Linked DNA regions of Mus musculus: region 1 is linked to region 2. The links are chromatin contacts, called in public promoter capture Hi-C maps. All regions are on one chromosome and are shown on one strand. Each heading gives the region's core, a stretch centred on a gene start, on an enhancer-like site or on the middle of the called end of the contact. The rest is flanking DNA. Distances are from core to core; before and after follow the strand shown.

The links. Capture Hi-C pulls out chosen DNA fragments and counts their contacts.
Region 1: a contact with region 2 is called in a promoter capture Hi-C map of pancreatic islet. The contact joins the promoter of Hamp here to the promoter of Dmkn in region 2. A contact is called at or near these places in 11 of 39 promoter capture datasets (the 3T3-L1 cell line, the C10 cell line, the HPC-7 cell line and 8 more), 1 of 484 Hi-C or Micro-C datasets (CD8 T cells), 13 of 115 datasets of contacts at active chromatin or transcription factors (the 230-238 cell line, the SCID.adh cell line, acute myeloid leukemia and 7 more) and 4 of 9 other capture datasets (adipose tissue, liver, macrophages and 1 more).

Annotation. Positions count from the first base shown.
Region 1 is chr7:30,942,603-30,945,357 of GRCm38.p6, forward strand. It overlaps Hamp (hepcidin antimicrobial peptide), which reads right to left and starts at 1,427. Exons shown (of 3, transcript NM_032541.2): 1 at 1,295-1,427; 2 at 63-122. The coding sequence starts at 1,381. It overlaps Usf2 (upstream transcription factor 2), which reads right to left. Exons shown (of 10, transcript NM_011680.2): 10 at 2,646-2,755.
Region 2 is chr7:30,762,473-30,765,172 of GRCm38.p6, forward strand. Dmkn (dermokine) reads left to right here and starts at 1,284. Exons shown (of 20, transcript NM_001166173.1): 1 at 1,284-1,829; 2 at 2,044-2,220; 3 at 2,319-2,375; 4 at 2,579-2,629. The coding sequence starts at 1,452.

The sequences.
Region 1 (2,755 bases), core at 177-2,676, 180 kb after region 2:
AGCAGCCTAGCTTGGGCATGGGAGAGGCTGGGGATCAGGGAGGGAGTCCCAGATGCTCTTACCGCAATGTCTGCCCTGCTTTCTTCCCCGTGCAAAGGCTGCAGCTCTGTAGTCTGTCTCATCTGTGAAAGCAGAAGAGGTATTGAATCTTGTGGAGTACCCGGCATAGCTTCCTGACTTTTCTCTGCCAGCTTCTCCCCAGAGATTTAGGGACTGTGCTTAGACAGAATTTCTAGAAGGGCTCCTACTGCCCTGTGTCCCCTCACCATTCCTTGGATGCTCCTAAAAGCACCCACTTTCTTTGCTTTTGCACACTCCGGACAGTTTTCCCTGCATCTTATCTCTTATAACCAGGTCACCCCATAGCACAAAGGCTTATAGCACATTCATCTGGATTGTGGCTTTCCAGGACAGATCATCATCTGCACAGCTGTCCACAAAGCTCGGCACAGCAGAACCTCTACAGCCCTTTATTGCCAACACTGGCTTCACTTATCAGACCCTACAGTCCCCAAGGGTCTTGTGATTGCCTTGAGTGCCTATGTGTATCATATGCATGCTTACTGCTGACTGCCATCTAGGGCAGAAGGCATCAGGTACCCTGGAAGTAGAGTTCAGGATGGTTGTGATCCACCACATGGGTGCTGGGAACTGACTCTAGGTCCTATGCACAAGCATCAAATGTTCCTAACAGCTAAGCCATCTCTCCAGACCCTTCTGTATCATTTTTTTTTTCTTTTTTTGTTTTTTTTTTTTTTTCAGACAGGATTTCTCTGTGTAGCCCTGGCTGTCTTGAAACTCACTTTGTAGACCAGGCTGGATTCAAACTCAGAAATCCACCTGCCTCTGCCTCCCAAATGCTGGGATTAAAGGCATGTGCCACCACTGCCCGACTTCTGTATCATTTTCTCATAGAATACTTTGCCTGGCTGTCAGCCTCTTAGCCCCACCTCTGGTCCTTCCTCATTAGAGTTTTTCTGCCCATTGTCTTTTGTACTATCCACAGTAATTCTTTATAAAATACTCATGTAAAGGCTGCTTAAAGAATGCCCTGACGGGGTGGGACAGCCAAGGAACACTTTTGTTTGGCTCCCACCATGCTTCATTTTCCACAGTAGGACAACAGAGTAGCTATTCAAGGACACCTGTGCAGCTTCCCAGCTCCCACTAAGGACCACCCTCTTCCTTGTCAGCAGCTGCCATCACTCCTGAGCCATTCTAACTACTCAGTGGTGAGCAGCTCCTGCCTGCCTGGGACCTGGCTCTCCCACCACAATGGGCCTGGGGTGCTCACCTGTTGATGGAGATAGGTGGTGCTGCTCAGGCTGGCAAGGAGGAGAAGCAGGAGACAGGCAGCCTGGGTCCGAGTGCTGAGTGCCATCATGCCTTCTGTTCTGCTGTGCAGTCTAAGGACTTGTGTGGTGGCTGTCTAGGAGCCAGTCCCAGTCCTTTTTATGGGACTAGTGGGAGGAGGGTCACCTGCGCCTCACCCACCCCCATTTTGCTCTGACTCATTTCCAAGAAAATAGTGGCGCCAAACAGGCGGGAGAGATAAGCGGGAACAGTGACAGGGGACAGGGTTGTGTCACCTACAGCCAGCAGAGGTGCATCCAGAGGGTGGGGCAGACAGAACCAGGGACACAAGCCTGCAGCCAGCCACCTGTGATGTCACACTGTGGCTCTCAGAAAAATTCCCCTTCTTTCCCCTAAACAGTGATTGGATTGGTGAGTGGAAGAACTGTACCTTTACCCCTATCAGTGCCTTCAGTATGGCTGTTACTCACTGGGTTTCTCAGAAGGACCCAGCAATGTCGTACACATGTGCAGGGTGCATCCCAGCATTTTAGGCCCATGAGTTTGTGTCAGCATTAGCCCTGGAGTCCACCGTGGAGACCACTGTGAAGACCATATGATGTAGCTGTCATGTTGGATTCCCCTTCTGCCTCCCGAGGCAGCAGTCACTAATCATAGGCAGAGCCAATGCATTTCACAAGCTCGTGTATAAAAAACACACTGGTTTCACATGGCAGTGAGTACTGATTCTGTGTCTTTACCACCGGTGCCAACTCACTTTTGTGTTAACAGCTGGTGCTACTTGGCCTCTAAGTGGCTGCCTACTCCCTCCTGGGCTCTACAGTTGTTTATGCTGAAAGTTGCCTTCCAGTCACTGATGCAGGGGTCTGGCTTGACGATGTATTCCTCAAATGGTTTCCCTCTAAGCACAGGGGACACAGTATTGTGTGACACTTGGCTTAGCAGGAACAGACTGTGCCCCCTCTCAGCTCCAAGTGCAGTGGGATTATGCCAGAACCTCCCCATGCCACTTGGACAACATATACCACAGAGATTGGTACACAGCCTACACCAGGGCTTTTATAGCTAGTTCTTGGAGTACTACTAAAGCCTGTGTGGTGCTCTTTCTATTACCTGGACCCCTTGGTATGAGCAGCCTGAGATATTATCAAACTTTGACTCCAGAGATAAACTACTGGACGGCATTCCTGAGTTACACAGGGAGCATCCAGTCAGTTCTGTCCAGAACCTGGGAAGGCTTCTACCCCTCTGTTGCTGCTCATTGGGCTGTTCATGTGTTCCACATGCTTCCTCAAAGAGGACTTTTGGAAGTGGTAAGGCCAAAGACAGGGTTCATTTTTTTTTTTAAGTTTTATTTACTTAATTTATATGAGTACACGGTCGATGTCTTCAGACACACTAAAGAGGGCATCGGATCCCATTACAGAGGTTTGTGAGCCAT
Region 2 (2,700 bases), core at 34-2,533:
AGGGAGGTGGAAGTGGGGGACAGTCAGGAATGGTGTTTATATGCAGAGAAGTGTTAGATGTTACAAGTTGGGGTGCGGGTGTTGGGGTGGGGAGAGACTGACTGAGAGACGTTGAGAAAGGTAGATGGAAACTGGCCCCTCCTAACTAGGTGATGAAGCCCAGTGTTACAAGTCGGTTCCAAGTGGGAGGGCCTGGGGCTCCTGGGAACAGAGAAGCAGTCACACTTGTCGAACAGGGACAAGATATGGGGAGGATGCTTGGGTTTCCCCATTGGAACTGTGACCAGTGGTGAGGGCCACGAGTACCGGTGTGTGTGTGTGTGTGTGTGTGTGTGTGTGTGTGTGTGTGTGTGTGTGTGTGTGAGAGAGAGAGAGAGAGAGAGAGAGAGAGAGAGAGAGAGAGAGAGAGAGAGAGATATTTTGTACTGATCCCTCTTTCCTCACCAGGGCTGCCCTGGCCCCTGGAAGGCTTCGGGCAGTGAGCAAGCAGCAGTACAGTGGCTGTGAGCTCTTACAGGCACACATGTCTTTCCATGCAGGTAAACAGGATGGGTGTCTAGGTCAGCTTCTCCCTCCCCTGGTCTTCCCGCCTACTCTTGCCCTGGGGGTGACTGACCCTCCCAATTCCCCTGCTCCGCACCCTGGGCTCCTGAACTCTCAGTGCCTGAACCCTTCCTTGTCACTAACAGAGGTATGCCACTCCTTCAACACCAGGGTACCCAGAACCTCAGAACTTAACCACAGCCCTAGAATTCCCAGTGTCTGACTGCACTGTGGATGTGTGAGAGGACAGGCACCTGCAGGTAGAGGCATGCCAGGAGAAAGATGGGAGCTGGAAATGGTCACCTCTTTCCAGTCTTCGTGCCCCTGTGCATGCTGGCTTACCCGGGATGGGTCCTCTATCCTGTGGCTTTGCTCTCTTTATACCCTTGGGGTCTCACCTGTTTGTGAGCCCTGCTTCCTAAGTACCCCCACCCTGCCGCCTCCAAAAGACAACAACACCTATCTCCTTAGATGCTCCTGTCCCCACCCTGTGCCCCAAATTCCTGAGGTTAGGCAACTGGAACACTTTTGCATCCGTCTCATCTTATTCTTTCCCCTCCCTCCCGATGGCCTGCTCCGGAGAGCTCTCTCTGTTTCAACACAAGCTCTCGCTCACAATTAAGCTTCATTACCCTATCTGTGGATAGGCCCTGAGTCACTGGAGGAGGGATCTTAAGCGGCCCAGCCCTGTTACCTTTTCCCAACCTACAGTATAAGGGGTAGTGGCAAGAAGAAAGACTCTGGAAAGCAGGGAAGTCTGGGAACAGAGAGAGAAGGCTGTGGGTCCTGGGGAAGGAGAATAAGGAAGCAAGGAAGGAAAGGAAAAGGTCTCAGCCCAGAGGAAGAAAGAAGGGAACAAATAGACTGGGCTGCAGACATCCTCAGAGGAGAGAGGGAGCTGGGCAGAGATGAAGCTACAGGGCTCTCTGGCCTGCCTCCTGCTGGCCCTATGTCTGGGTGGTGGGGCAGCTAACCCGCTGCACAGTGGAGGGGAGGGCACAGGGGCAAGTGCTGCCCATGGAGCAGGAGATGCCATTAGCCATGGAATTGGAGAGGCTGTGGGCCAAGGGGCTAAAGAAGCAGCCAGCTCTGGAATCCAGAATGCCCTAGGCCAGGGGCACGGAGAGGAAGGTGGCTCCACATTGATGGGGAGCAGAGGCGATGTTTTTGAGCACCGGCTTGGGGAAGCAGCAAGATCTCTGGGGAACGCTGGGAATGAGATTGGCAGACAGGCTGAGGATATCATTCGCCAAGGGGTAGATGCTGTCCACAACGCTGGGTCCTGGGTGAGTGGCTGGGAAGCCGGGTGTGCGGACAGGGGGTGGGGGTGGCTGGGTCAAGAACCTGGAGATGGATCAGAGGGTGAAGAGATAGTTTCTATTGTTGTCATGAATCTTCTCTTTCCTGCATGGTCCCCCCTCCCCCTTCCTTCTCTCCCTGATGGTTCTGATTCCCTCTCTCATGGTTGTCAGACTAAGGACTGGTGTATTGTCTTTGCAGGGGACATCTGGAGGTCATGGCGCATATGGCTCTCAAGGTGGTGCTGGAGTCCAGGGCAATCCTGGTCCTCAAGGGACACCCTGGGCCTCAGGAGGCAACTATGGGACTAACTCTCTGGGTGGCTCTGTGGGTCAGGGTGGCAATGGCGGACCACTCAACTATGAAACCAATGCCCAGGTAAAGTCACTACCCAGACCCATCCCTCAACCCTGTTCTCTCCACCCCTCCTTATTTCTGGATCCTAAACTCGGTCTCTGGTCTCTGCCTCCATGCAGGGAGCTGTGGCTCAGCCTGGCTACGGGACAGTGAGAGGCAACAACCAGAACTCAGGGGTAAGAAGAAGTGTGCACGGGACACAGTGGCAGGGATGAATAGAAGGGGAGGAGGAAGGGGGGGAGAGTGGAGGTCACAAGCCAGGGAAGAGGGAGGGAACTGGAAAGGGGCAAGAAAGCCAAGCCACAGGCAGCAAGAGAAGCCTGGCCTGTGGAGGTCGTTTTGACATCTCGTCCCTCATGACATCCCCTTCCATCCACAGTGTACCAACCCCCCACCTTCTGGCTCCCATGAAAGCTTCAGTAACTCTGGGGTAAGAGGAGTGCTGTCTCTGGTTTGGCTCTGGGAAGGCGGGATACAATGCTTTCTGAGGGTGGGGGTGAG